Regions from separate parts of the Columba livia genome. Here region 1 is linked to region 2. The links are chromatin contacts, called in public Hi-C maps. All regions are on one chromosome and are shown on one strand. Each heading gives the region's core, a stretch centred on a gene start, on an enhancer-like site or on the middle of the called end of the contact. The rest is flanking DNA. Distances are from core to core; before and after follow the strand shown. Region 1 overlaps SENP7 (SUMO specific peptidase 7). Region 2 has its middle 54 kb from the start of ZPLD1.

Region 1 (7,517 bases), core at 4,451-6,950, 250 kb after region 2:
ACCACCTTCATCATCTGCTGCCAGCCTAAAGATACAGCAAATTTTAAACCCTGCTCTCCAAAGCCTTTTTCTGTCTCAAAGGTATGTTGTCTTTATCTTGTCAATAAACAAAATAATTCTCCTTGCAGTTTTTTTCTAGTGAGGAAGTATTCTTTATTGTACCACAGCTGTCTTGTTTATGAACTGTATTCTCATTCTTGTGTCATTTGACTTGATTTAATTCCTTTTGATAATTTTTGAGAGATGGTGCCAAGCATGCTGTAGTGGCTTTTCTAATCAGATGGCTCCTAGATTGTTCTGTACTGGCAAGACCAATTAATTCTGACTCTCAAAATGTATGGGGTTTAATTCTTGTGAAGAGTACACTTGCATTTACCTGCCCTCTTTTCTCAGAGGAGGTATCAAGGTGTATTTTCACTGTTAACCATTTCACACTACTCCTGAGAATATGAGAACTGGCATAAAGTGTCAGAAGAAAAGTGTATCAAATCCAGTATCTCCCTCCCCACCCAAGCAGTGTTCAGTTGCAGATACCCATGGGGAAGTATGGCTAGAATGAATGCTTTTTTTTCACAGTTTTCTCTCTGTGCTGCTGCTGATAAACAGTTTAGGGGCTTCCTTTTTTGAAGGTTACATCCAGACTACGGTGTTCTTCTAGATTAGATTCTTCCTCTCAGTTGTACCCTCATTGCTTATTGTCTGTGTGCCTCTGCATCTTGGTGCAAGAGGAGATCTGAGTGTTTCCCCAGACATCATGCAGTCTGTACTGGAGTGTGCTTTGTGGATGGATACAGACAACAGGAGAATTATGCAGTCGATACCCCAAAGACACTGTTGTTTATAACAGATTCAAAAAAAGCTGTGATATTGCAATTTATTTTGGATGAGGATGTAATGGAAGTGAAAGAATTTAAATCCCAGTTTGAGAAACTAAGTGGACAAATGAAGGATTGTACAACAAACTGGCTGCAGTGGCATTATATGAAATAAGTTGTGCTGCTCTTGTATATCCATGCTTAAGTGGGCATCTTCTTATTTCTGGCTAGCTTATTTTTGATGCTTGTCTCTTCTAACTCTTCCAGATGCTTTTCTAAGCCTTGCTATTGCTATTCTGTAGACCAGGGATGTCAAACTCATTTGTGCTGGGGGCAGGGCACATCAGCCTTGCGGTTGCCTCCAAAGGGCCAAATGGAATTTTAGGACTGTATAAGTGTAGGAGTAGTTACATTTTATCCAGTCCTAAAATTCCATTCGTCCCTTTGGAGGCAACCGTGAGGCTGGTGTGTGTGTCGGCTCCCCCCAATGCAAATGAGTTTGACACCCCTGCTGTAGAATGCCACCTGGAAATTGAGGAAGGGAAAATAAAAAAAACCCTAATACTACCTTTTTGTATGTGTGCTACTTTTCTACCTGCTAAGTGCTTGAGAAAATTCAGTCTGTTTTACTGGAGGCTTCTTGTTCACAGGAAAATCAAGATTGTTTACTACACAGTTCCAAGAAATGTGTATAGATATTGCATGAAAGCTCTGTAGAGATAAACACTTACTGTTTCTTCAACAATACTTAGATGATGTGTTAGAGGCAATGTAGTATGAACTGTATCTGGCTAAGGTGAAATTAGTATCTCTAGAGTTTCTTAACCTTATCTCTTGTTTTTTTGCGTTTATCTGCTTACCCTGGGTTTTAAGTTCCTTAGTGGGATTTTGTTTTGTCTCTAAGGGATGGGAAGTAATGATGTTTGATAATTGTCAAGCCTCTAAGATACATGAATTTAACAAGAAGTTTCTTTCTCTAGATTTCAGTGCAGTATTTATGATTTACTGTTATGTATATGGCAGGCAACCCACAGTTACTTTGACAAATGTCCTGAGGACAAAAATTGGAAGAAAATACATAGACAGCCATGTGATAATTGATGCAGATTTATCTGATGCTGACAAGTTGCAATCGGGTCAACTACCATCATCATCTGCTGCCAGCCTACAAACATGTCAAATATTAAGTCCTCCTCGTGAAAGTTCCTTTCTGTCTGAAAGGTATGTTGCTCACTGCTGATTTTGCCAGTCTTCCTGAAATGACATAACTTCATGATGGAAAAGAATTTCCTTGAAAGGATTTTTCTTATACTCTTTTCTTGAAGCAGGAGATCAGTTTCCTGAGTGCAAACTAGCATGCTGCTCCAATAAGCTGTTTTAACATTGCGTTTATTCTGATTCACTGTACCTGATGTTAATGGGCTACTTTTCTTTCATAGCAGGAATTTCAATTTACAATAGATCAGTGTTTTGATTTGTGAAGATGGCCATGTAATTCAAACACATTTAAGTCAGTTTTGTGTCCAGAACCAAAACTTTGCTTTCCTGTTGGTGTTAATACATTCTAGCGTGATTTCAAGTAACATCTTTTTCAAAATTTCTCCAAATTCCTCTGTGTGATAGTTCATTTCTTTTCACATTAATCCATCAGTGTTCACAGCCTCAACAGAGTGCCACTATTTAAATGTTCTCTGTGTGTCCTCTCATTCCTTAACATCTACTTTTCCTCTTTGCTTCGTCTATTTAGGTTGACCGAGCATCACAGTAACACTTGACATCTAAAACTAGCAGAAATCAGATATTAGAATTATATAACACTGGTTTTGGTCTAAGATGGCAGTTAAATTCAGAGCAATCTGTTTTGTCTTTTATGGCCACTTCTCTTTTTCTGTTGGGATCCCCGTTGCTTCTCAAGTTAATCTGGCAAAACTGCAATTTAAATGAGGGATTTAGAACAATTTATTAGACCATCTCATTTTAGAAATATTACATTTGTTGCTAATAAATAGTTTTCCATAATTTTAGGTTGAGTAAATTTGTTTGGAGTTTGTTTGGACTGTGTTTTTTTTGTTTGTTTGGCACTTCTTGTTTGTTTGTGTTTGTGGTTTTGTGTTTGTTTGTTTTACCACAAAATCTTCAAGATAATTTTTGATAATTGATAGTTTTTATTGTCTGATTTTCCACTTGGTATTATTTTGAATGACAGGAGACAGTGCGTTCGTAGAGAGGAAAACATGAACTCTTGTATGTAACTCTGTGAAAACATTTTGCATGTTTTTTTCATACTTGTATCTGAAGGGCGGCTGTTGAGTTTTGTGTTAAGCACAAGAATGGTTTGTAGTAGTCAGCTTTTTTAGTAGTTGGTATACTGAACTTTAGGTTTGGAGTGGTTCATTGCTTGAAGGATTAACTTTCCATTCCTGTGATCTACTTTTCTAATGTATTAAGTAAAAGGCTTGTTATTAGCAAGAACCAACATCAGGCTAATTTTTCACTCCTCCCCGGTGGCCAGCATATTACTGTAAGTTGCAGTAGATATGGCATGGGAAATGGACAACTTAGGGTATTATTTCAACATGGCTGTGGTTTGATTCTGCTCACCTCTCTGTAACTAAGGTCTGTGAATAAGATACACTTGACGATGACTCTGCATATGATGGCCATGTCGAGATTCTTTTGTGTCGTCAGAGTAGCTAGAATATATGCTCTGTTTTACTGAGAATTGTCTCAGTTTTGTACTATGGCAGTTTCAAGTTAAGTCAAAGAATTGTGTGTGATCAGAAAAGGGTGCTAATAATTTAACCTACTTCTGTCAGCTAGAACTTGCTGTGAATTCTCTGTTGTTTTTTTTTTCTTGCTTTTGGTATTACAGAATGGGTGAATTTTGCATTGATTGCTTACTGCAACCCAATGTGAAATACATTTGCTTAAGTCAATATGACTGACCTATCAGTATAACTAACAAATATGAGGTAGGTCTTAATGTATAGAAACTGAGGCATTTAAAGCATTTCATAATTGTTTCTCATGGCTGTTGAGAACACTTCGCTGTATACTGCCGTAGCTTCTTGGCTTATGCATGTATCTGCTAAGAGGTGCATTTTAAACTGAGTTATCAGCAAAGATTGGAAGTGAAAATGTGAAGGATTTGTGTGTGGAGTAAATGTTTAGGAAAGTTTATTAGCTGAAACATTCCTATTGAAATGTTTCCTACTGTCGAGATGCCTGAATTGGGATACTGGTGTTAAATGCTAAAAATCACTTAATGGTTTTGTGTGGTCTTTTAAGGCAGTCAAATCTGTATAACTGTTATGTGTACTAATATTAGAGAGAGAGAGATGTGGGTTCCAAAATTAAGTTTTCTGTAGTGAAGTTATTCCTGAACTAGAGCTGACTAATCTCTGGAAGACTCTTGTCTTGTTCAATATACAGAATGAATGACAGTGCTGGCAGAACGCCTTTTCTGTATACAGTCCAATTCATCATTCTTTGTGAATGGAAAGATAATCAGTGATTTCTTCATGGTGCTTATATACTGTTAATCACTATAGTATCAGAGTACTCTGGAAATCTTTATTTGTCTTTACGGTATTCCCAAAGAGCAATGATACTTCAATCTACAGATAGAGCACTGAAGAATAGGCATCTGTTCAGAAAGCATACAACAGTTTTGGCTATCTATTGTAGTTAGAGATGTCAAGAATGTTCTTTACGGGTCCAGGCTCAGCAGTCATTGTGATGATCACACTTAGTTTTTGCAAATTGGAGACTGCAACATTCTGAGTTAAGCACTTTATAAAGCAGTGAACGCAAAATCATTTGGGATTAAGTGACGTGAAAAAAGGAGGAATAGAACACGTTTTCCAGAGCATCATTAAATTGCTCTATCTATGAAATCTTTGTTTTCTTTTTTATTTTCCAACTCTCACAGAAAATGAAGCAGAGGTCATGAAGGTTAGTTGCTTATATCTTTTAACCCTGATAAATTTTCAGAAGAGAGGTCTTGTTTACTGAATATAATTAAGTTCATGTGAGAAGATACCACATGAATATATAACAAAATGTTATCCTAATGCGTATGCTAGAAACCAAAATAGTTATGTAGACTTTTGTCAGCTGTAACTAGTCTCCAGAGAAGCCGAGTATGTCTACAAGATCAGACCTCAAATGTGATTATGTCAAACTGTTCAGTCTATCAGAACCTCCTGAATATATTCTCCTATTTATAAAAAAGCTAATTAAGAAAAAAAACTAAACAAAACAAACTGATTACTTTCCTGCTTGTCCTCCTTTTTGAATGAAACTACAAACTCAGCTGAACACCTGTAGGTTGCATAGTTTCTCATACTGTAATGCTTTTCTGTTTCTTCCTCATTCACATCCTGTATCCCGCCGCCTTCAAAGTTAATGTTTCAGGCCCTTCTGAGCAGGAATTTCTATTTCGAAACTTCTTCCATTGCAGGAACTTACTCAGTGGACTCTAATAGCAGTTCTAAATCTGGATAAAAAATATACTACATTGCCTCATTCCCGCTGCCTTCATGATAAAGGCAAGGATACACTCAAATGACTGTTGTTCTCCTTTTTTCTTGTTGCAGTGCTGCTTTACAGCAAAGTAGTATTGTAGTGTCTGATGTCAAGCATGTAATATTTTCATTCTTTATGCCTCTTAGAAGCATCTGTTCCATTAATAACGTCAGAGCACCTGTGTATTTCCATGACAGGAACTGAATTAGTTTGTGTTTCACTTGCCAAGCTCCACATGCTTACGGAAGAGGCAGAAGTTTCTGGTCTAACCAACTATTGTTTCTGTTGGGGTTTTTATTCAGTGTTCCTTCAAAATTAAAGATAAGTCACAGTTATTGTTCTTTACAGGTCTGAGCGCTGCCTGAGGAAGACAGATGATGATCTGTGTAAATTGACCAAGGCTTCTAAGGAACCAGAAAAAAAAAAAGCCTTCACTTTTAGAAGACGGGAGCTTCAGAAGAAAGGTTTGTAGTGAGCAATAATCTGGCATTTAAATGTAAGATTTGGAGAGTGTTGAGAATTTCTTTTTTTAGTCTAATATTATGAGGAGAGCACAGAAGTAAAACAGGTGTTGCATACAACATATGTGTTTCCTCAAAATGCAGTTTTTTACAGATATGGTAAAATATATCAAATAGCTGGTTTTCAACAGGAATAAAGCTATGATGAATCAGATCCATGGAAGAAAAAGGAAACTGAGGGAAACCTCACTGCACCATTAAGATTCTAATTTTATAAAAAAGTCTTTTATACTGAAGAATGTAATACATTAAGAATGCTCAAATGGTGTGTGAATCATGCTAAAACGTTTATGCTAAATGACAATATTTGTATTTATTGCTGAAAAATGGAGCTCTGTGCTGAGTCTCCAGAGAGAGTGTACTTTTTGTACTAGTTAGTAATATTTGCAGATGAAAACAAAAAATTGAGAATATTGCATCCATCAGAAGACAGAATAAAGACTGTGGAGTATGGAGTGCTAGTTCTTACTTGGAAGGGAGCTGTCAATTTGATCATACCTTTACCTTAACTAATCATGCAATAATAATCTTTCCTTAATTATTTTAGGGAATATATTTTGGCAACCACACACAATTAAAAAAGGGAAGAACTATCATGGAAGGTATCTGCTCTGTGCATTTTATTTAAGACGTAACAGATCTGAAGAAATACAAAGAATTTTAAGGAGAACTAATTAAATCACTTCCTTTTTTTTTTTTGCCTGATACAGAAAACAAGAACTATGATGAACTGGAGAAGAGGAGCAGAAACATGAACGGCACCACTCTTAGTCAGAAGGAATCTGGCTCTTTTGATTCTGAGAAAAGGAAAAGAAGATGTAGTGGCTATATTTCTGATGATTGTAATGCCCACATTCCAGAAAAATCACTTCTGCTGTCTGTAAGTTGCACTTAATGTGTTTGTGTACACACATGCACACATACTTCAGCAGCAGCAGTCACAACATCCAAAATAAAAGAATTGTATTAGTAAGCAGGATATCTAGGGATACTGCTAAACCTATTGAGGAAAAGTAGTTCAGTGATGCATCAATAAGAGTGAATATTTGTACTTCTGTCCACAGCTACAGAATATGCTTGTTTTAGCAAAAAGGTTGTGAGAGATGAATGACAGTGTGTCCTTCAGACAGGAGCGTGGAGAATAACAATTTTGGAAATAAGGCATCTAGCTGTTTAAGTGAAGCTTCTTTCATAGATGGTATAGAACTAATTAGGGACTTTGACACAAAAATTACGAAGCATATCTGGGGTTATTAAAATCTTGCAGATGTCATCTTTCTTCTTCCTCCTTAATCTATCATACCATTTTATTCTTATCTGTCATTAAGATTTGAAAGGGGAAAAAAAAAAGACTGAGGGAATCAGTTAGTCAAGAACAAATTGTGATTTATATTTAAGCATTTGAGTACAATAAAGACATCTCTCTAACCTTCTGATTAAAACCGTACAGATATAGGTAGTTGCTGAGTCCTGTTCACCCAGTTGACCAACCCACACATTGGCAAAGTAATGAGCTTCCCTGGTGCTTGGTCTTTTACTGTCAGACAGTGAGCACACTGCTAAAAAATCAGAAATAGTTTCTTGTTCAGTTTGAGTGGGGGTCATACCTTTATGTAATAACCTTTGGAATATGAGGAGGGAGAAATTACCCTGG
Region 2 (6,922 bases), core at 212-2,711:
TATCTTACATGTCACCATTCTCCAGTCTCATTACAAACAAAATTAACAGTCTGCAGACATTACCATTAAAATGGTTTCTACTGTACCATGCAGGCATAACAAAAAAGGGTGGTTTTTTTTCAGTACTTACCCTAGCACAGCTTTAAAAGCAAGGATGAGTGTGCTTTAGTCTAAAGAGAAAGCAGCTGTTGAAGCCTTTCCTGTGCCTTTAAACCACAAGGAAATGCAAAAGACCAACAGGTATGCTTTTTCATCTTCTCTATCATCTCAGAGCATTCACACATCACCTTTCTCCAAGGCTGGGTAGCCTTCACCACAGAGTTCATTTCAGTTCATATTAGATAAGAACCAAAAAATAATTTTTAGAAGGTTAAAAAAATTGAAGCTTTTTTTTTTTTTTCCTTAACAAAAATGTCAATTAACCTGGGAAAAAGCCTTGGGGAGCAGACACTGAAGAGGCAATTTTTAGAAACACCGGGTGTTATGGAGTGTGCTTTATGTGCTTCTGAAACCCCAAATGTGCCCTAACTGATCCCTGTAACACTCTTGCCGGCATATGTTGTTGAGCATGATCACATGAGAGAAAACATTGCAAGAAAAAGACCAGGAGCTTCACTCATGTTCAAGGTTACGTTGCCGTGACAGACACTAGGCAGAGACAGAAGGGAAGTTAAGCTCTGTTTCATTTCCCAGGTTTCTCTGCCTTCCAGGGTAAGGAAGGTTCTCCCTGGCTGCTGAGATACTGAAATGACACAGGGCTTTGGTTGGAGAAAGGAAGAGTGAGAGTTGCAGCAGCAGCAGGCCTTATTCCAAATTACCTCAGACTTCCTGAGCCAGCTGCAGGCATGACTCAGATGCTCACAAAGCAGCTGCTTAGCTGCAGCATATTAATATATAATCAGTGCCAGTTTCAGCTTTCCTCAATATGCCAGGCTGTTATTTGTGGTATTCAGCGCCACAAACAGTTGAGTCACTGCTGAAGCAGGGCCAGATACCTCAGGGGGAAATAACTTCTGAGTCAAGGGCATGGAAGCCACGATCTGCATCAGTGCAAATTTACATTTTACTCATGGCTGTGAGTCAGCACCACAGATCACAAATACAGAACTATTAAAGTTTCTCACTGCAAAGGATGTTTTGCACTTAGTGAGCACAAGCGATAAATTTCTTCAATGACATCCAGGTATACAAGCACCTCAGAGTTATAGGCAAACACATATTTGACCACATCTACAGAAGAATGCTACGGAAGATAAGCAGCGATAGTCCCCATGTACACATCCACCAGAAACTAAAAGCAAGATGGAAATGCCACTTGTTCCACCTTACCTGCTAGATGCTTATACTGCTTAAGATTAAAATTAAATATAGCAGATAAATGGATAATCTTATTGTTAGCAATGCTATTGCTTGTCACTTAAGTCTATATTTCAGGGAATGGACACTCTTCAGGGTACACAGACTCTGTTGGGCTAGGTCTTGCTTTCACATCAACATGGTCAGGATGAGTAATTTTGCTTCTGCAGTTCTTTTGTGGAGGACAGTAGATCCTGCTATAACCCAAGTGAGATGGGCTGGAACTTTTGAATCTATGTCCCTCTGACACCCAACCTGGGCTGCTGCTAAGAAAGTACATCTCAGATGCACAGGAGGCCAAAGACCCTACAACAGAGTTCTACCAATTAGAGAAGTAAACATTAATAAAAGCTACTGTGATACAATATTTACTTTGTCCTTGCTTGAAAGACCATGTCTGTTAGAGCTTTTAGTTTAATGAAAGTTTCTGCTCTACATTTATTAAAAGCCCTGCTTTGGCAATGAGATCCAGTTGTGGATCCATTTTTAAAAAATTGTGCAGGCTTTAGCAACGGCTCTTCTAGTTCAAAATACAGATATCCACAGCACTGTTTGAGCCCACTAGAGTAGGTGCTTGATGGCAAGCAACCTAGCTATCCCATCTCTCTGGTGTCTTTTTTTTTTTTCCCCTCACAGATTTGCAGGTCTCAATTTACAAGCAGCACAGAGGATCCCAGCAGCTGAATCACCCAACAAGCTCTGACTCTCAGTATCTGATAGAACAGGACACTAGAGGTCATACTCAGCTCGCTTGGTACCTTTGCACCAACTGAGAGACTCAAAACCCCTCCCATTAGAGCTAGGACTTATTGACTAGTACAAGATACAAAGCAGAGACAGCTCTGGATATTGCAAGATATCACTGACACTCACCTGGACCAGGTGAGCAAGGGCTCAGCTGACCAAAGAGGAAAACCTTTGCCTGCCCTCTCTGCTACCATGCCACCCCAGGTCCTAGCCTGCTCTACCACCCTGATGTCACCCCACCTCCCATAGCCCAGCAAACCCCACAGGGACCATGTCCCTCCCCTATCCACCCACTGCCCATAGCAGGGGTTCTGGAAGAGCCCTGGCCTGGATCCTGTAGGTAAGACACACATTCCTTCCAGAGGGAGCCCTTCTCCAATAAAGGAGAACGCTTGCTTCAGACATCAAAAGGTACTTAATAGAACAGAGGTTATTGCTCAGTGTCTTCTCCTGCTCTTTTGGGGATTTGCTCAAGCCCAGCATATTGCCTGTATATTTAGAGGGGTGCCAGCACTGTACAACAATCAACCCCATACAACCTGCTATTAATGTAAAGTTGAAAAAGAGAGGTAAGTCTCTTAGCAGATGCAGAGAAACTACTTATATTTGACTGATCCTGTAGCCCCACTACACCAGCCGTAGCAAGGGGCTTCACCAGCTTGTGCTAAGATGGTGAGAACAGCACCTAAGTCAGCAATGTCAGGGCAGAGATAGAGCTCTATGGGGTTGGAACTGCTATGCTGGTAAAAGAAGAGAGCACATCTGCTAACCCAAGAGGACAGTGGGCACAATGGGAAATCCTGAAGGCACAAGAACTGACCAGTTATGGAAGTAGAATGAAGATCCACAGCTTGAACAAAACCACAGCAACGTGGCTTAGGCAGACTATAACAGAAATGCATCATCATCTGTTTGTCCTGTCCTTGTACTCCTCCCCAGTCATCCACTGTCCATCACTGCTGCAAGACTAGCTGGAACTTTTGTCAAAATCTAGTTGTCTTCCTCTAGCTATTTTGAACGGGCTCCAGAGCAAAGACACAAAATGGACAAGTCTCATACATCCAGAGAGAGGCAGTTGTGTCTATGCCTGGCCCAGGGAGCAATGGAAAAACACATGAAGGACCACAAGCCTAGTCCTTCTGTACAAAATACAAAGTTCTTTAATTATCCTTCATCTTTTGCACAGCCACAGAAGTCTAAAACACAGCCTGGATTTAGATAAAAGAAGGCAAAAACAAAAAAGCCACAACAATCAACCACATGACAGGCGCCAAGAGAAAAAGCATTGTTAAGATCTAGTTTCTTTGCGTGATATATAGTCCTCATAAGGAAAAGTGAGGGAAGTTAATAGAAGACAACGCATGGAAATGGCATTTATCATCAGCCATTTCAGCATGCAACAAGGAATGACACTGTTTAATTAAGAAGGTTCTTATTAATCTAAGTTGGAAATTTGTTATTAGACAATAAATGCCAGTTTGCTGGCAACATTTTACATCCCATAGTTGCATTTTGGTCCCACCATCTAATATAAACTGCTGAACATGTGTTGTAAAGTTAATTTTAGCACCAAGTACACAGTTTCTCGTTGTTATTTTCTGTAACAGTTCAATTAAAGGCCATCTTGAGCATTTTAAAAACACTATGTGGAGAATTCTGTGCTTTGGTTTGATTAATAATATAATTTGTTTTCATGGAGTATCTTCCAGGAGTCAGCCCTTATGTTAATTTAAAAAATTACTCAAAAGTATTCCATAATACTAGATTAAAATATTGTAGCACGTTTTTATTACCAAGATGAGATACACTATATTGAAGCTATTGCTATAGATTATGTGTAGTTTTCTCATTAAAAATATTAGAGGGGTTGAATTGATTAATCTATAAATTACAGAGAACTCAAGCACACCAAGGAAAATGCTAGAGATGCAAAATTTCCAGATTTCTTCTAAGGAGGCTGAAAGAATCTCATGTCTCCTGCCTTCATTTAATATAATTACCCACTCCACCTCCTAAGTTTAAAAAAGCCTAGGACAGCCTTTCTATACCTTATGATAAATATTTGGGGGGATGGAACAACAGCAACAAACTCAAATTTAGTTTCACAAGCCAGATTGCAGAAGAGTAATTGTGATGGGGACAAGGAACACTGCCTACAAAGCTCATGATTACTTTCTCAGAAGAGCAACTGCCATGAAAACAGCCTCTCATCTAATATGGGAAGGACACAAAAGGAAGTAAAAAAAAAAAAAAAATATATATATATATATATACATATATATATGAATATATATTTATATTACCAGATGGGAATGAGATAGAAACACAGCTAGTGGCTGGGGAAAAAGCAGAAAGGATGTCTTAAACATACAGAATCCTGTGTGCCTCCACCACCAAAAGAGCTTGGCATTTTTATATTAAACTGTCCCTCCAATTGCTTTCCAAGATCACTAAGTCAGTCCATAGGCCAGGATCCAAAAAACACCTGTTACCTTTTGTGATATTATCTGTTTTCATTTATTCTTAAGCCTTACCACTAAAGCATAGCTCCCACACTTCATCCCTCCAGTAGGCACCTATTTTACATTCTACAAAGTGGCTCTGCAAGCCTTTCATTCACTCTCTGGTCCCACAAAGAAGATCTGCCTGGTAAGGCCAGAGTCATGCCTGTAGCAAGGCAGCCAGGATGACCAGAAAGCACCGAGCCCAAGCCTCAACATCTGCTCACTCTCCTGCTCTGGACCCACACAATGAACAGGCACCAGGGCTCTGTCAGTCTCTACCTTCCATATGACATATAAAGCCTATAGGTGCTGCAGATGGCATGGTTTCCTTCCCCACATTCAAAAGGTGAGGTAGAATCACACTATACACTGTCTCCTTCCCAGAACGTACCATTCTGCCAGCACAGCACCACCTGAGCCAAGTGCGATCTTCCTTCCTGTTGATCTTCATACATATTGGATCACAGCTGTTATGTTCTTATCACACTTAAATAAGCCCTATGTTCCTCCCTGCCTATCCTAGAACTGGTTGGTAGCTGGTACAACCCAGGAAAGTAGGGATATTCAGGCTGAATTTAACAGTTGTAAAGGTATCTTTAAAGAGTGCTTTGATCTTGAGGTTTTAATGCTTTAACCATTCTTCCCCATTCTACTCACCAACTCAAGTAGCAATGCAGTCTTGCCAGTATGGTTTTCTTTGGGTTTTTATTAGTGTATTTTTGTTTTGGGTTTTTTTGGTTGGTTGTTTGGATTTGGGTTTTTTTTCTGTAGCAAGAGAAACTTTACCTTCCTACCAAAACCAGAATGCTGGTCTCTTTAAAACGTTTAAGGACAACTAGTTTAGTTAGTAGGGGAATTTGACATCATTTCCAGATGATTCATAAATTTTCCCTGGGTCATTTGAGTTGATTACTCAGTCTGTACTCTGCTTCTGCTTCTCATCCCCAAAAACAGGGCCAAAACTTCCCTATATATGAGCTCTGTCACCAAAGCTACTTACATAGCATTCAATATCCCAGTCCTTCCGTCAATGCATCAGATTTGTAGGCAATGTTCCAGAGACCATGAATTATGCCTTGCTGGCATGTTTAGTGGTAACTAGATATTCCTGGCTTTAACTAACTCCATTGAGAAACCAGAGTGAAAGGATGAAGTAAGTTTTGTCCTGTGGCAGCAAGAGATGTAGGCCACATTTGCCTTGTAAAGATGCACTTCATTTCTGTATGTCAACACTTGCTGTCTGCAGCTCTAATAAAGGCACATAGGCATCAAGAAGATTATCTGCCATCATGGTCCAAAATTATTAATATCATCATTAATGACAGGTCCCATCCTTCACCCATAAAGCTATGCAAAAAGCCTCTAAACACATATATAAAGAAAAAACGTTGCATTCTTCCAGCCAGGAGAAATGAGTAGCCAGAGCTGCAATTACAGAAAGAGTAACCTGCCAAAAGTTTCAGCTTTTCCTGTCCCTCCACAGTTAAGCAGAAGAGCCTGTTTTCAGTCACATTATCTACTTCCTCATTTTCCTTTTCCACCCATTTCCAAAACACTCAGGAAAGTAAATATTTATTTAATAGTTTTTATCAATTCCTATTCCAACAGTGAACTCTCTAGGTAATGCCGATGCAAGTTCAATGTGTATCCAGCACAAATTTTAATGATGCAGGCAGCTTCCTGTTTAAAACTACACTGGAAGAACACATAAGACAGCACACAGTACTTTTGCTTCCTTTTTATGAATGCATCTTTAAAATCCAGTGTGAAAAAAAGCAGTCTTGGGAAGCAAATGGTCTAGCAGACATCACACAGTTGGTGTGTGCATATATTAACCTTTATATTTAATCACATATAGCCAAAGAAAACAAAATTATCTCCTTTTTAGACAGAAGTGGTAGAAAAGATTTTACAGTAGAAAGGCAAAGGGCCAGCATTCATGTCTCTGCAATACTAACTTCAATCAGTCTGTTTTCACCAGGTCTGCTCTAGAGATACAAAGCTTCCACAGGAAACTGCATTTGTAATCTAAGTAATAATGGAGAAGGAATTTAGTGATCTGCTTTGGATTTTCACCTAGATGCACAAACATTTAAATATTTTCTACTATGCAATGCAGATACCCAAGTATCTCTTAATGGAATTTTGTACTTTATCCCCTGCCAAATCTTTGGCATGATCCAAGCTAGATATTTTAACCAAAAGCAACCAATCTGAACAAGACACCTAGCTGAATTAAAGGTTCCCCATCACCTAAACACATCATAAAATGTTCATAAAAGCTATATCAGAGCCAGCATTATCATCAATATTTA

What was found. A called contact is a pair of places that touch in the nucleus more often than the background predicts.
Region 1: a Hi-C map of liver shows a contact between it and region 2, with 3 times the contacts expected there. The contact joins two enhancer-like sites. A contact is called at or near these places in 2 of 2 Hi-C or Micro-C datasets (crop and liver).

What each region holds. Positions count from the first base shown.
Region 1 is chr1:72,039,566-72,047,082 of bColLiv1.pat.W.v2, forward strand. SENP7 (SUMO specific peptidase 7) reads left to right here. Exons shown (of 24, transcript XR_002418699.2): 5 at 1-81; 6 at 1,839-2,036; 7 at 5,691-5,806; 8 at 6,574-6,743. Among named protein-coding and RNA genes, the nearest start is that of SENP7, 20 kb to the left of the region's middle. Within about 2 kb of position 5,701, at least 1 of the 3 cell types and tissues checked has an H3K27ac peak away from gene starts, as active enhancers do.
Region 2 is chr1:71,791,415-71,798,336 of bColLiv1.pat.W.v2, forward strand. No RefSeq gene overlaps it. Among named protein-coding and RNA genes, the nearest start is that of ZPLD1, 54 kb to the left of the region's middle. Within about 2 kb of position 1,462, at least 1 of the 3 cell types and tissues checked has an H3K27ac peak away from gene starts, as active enhancers do.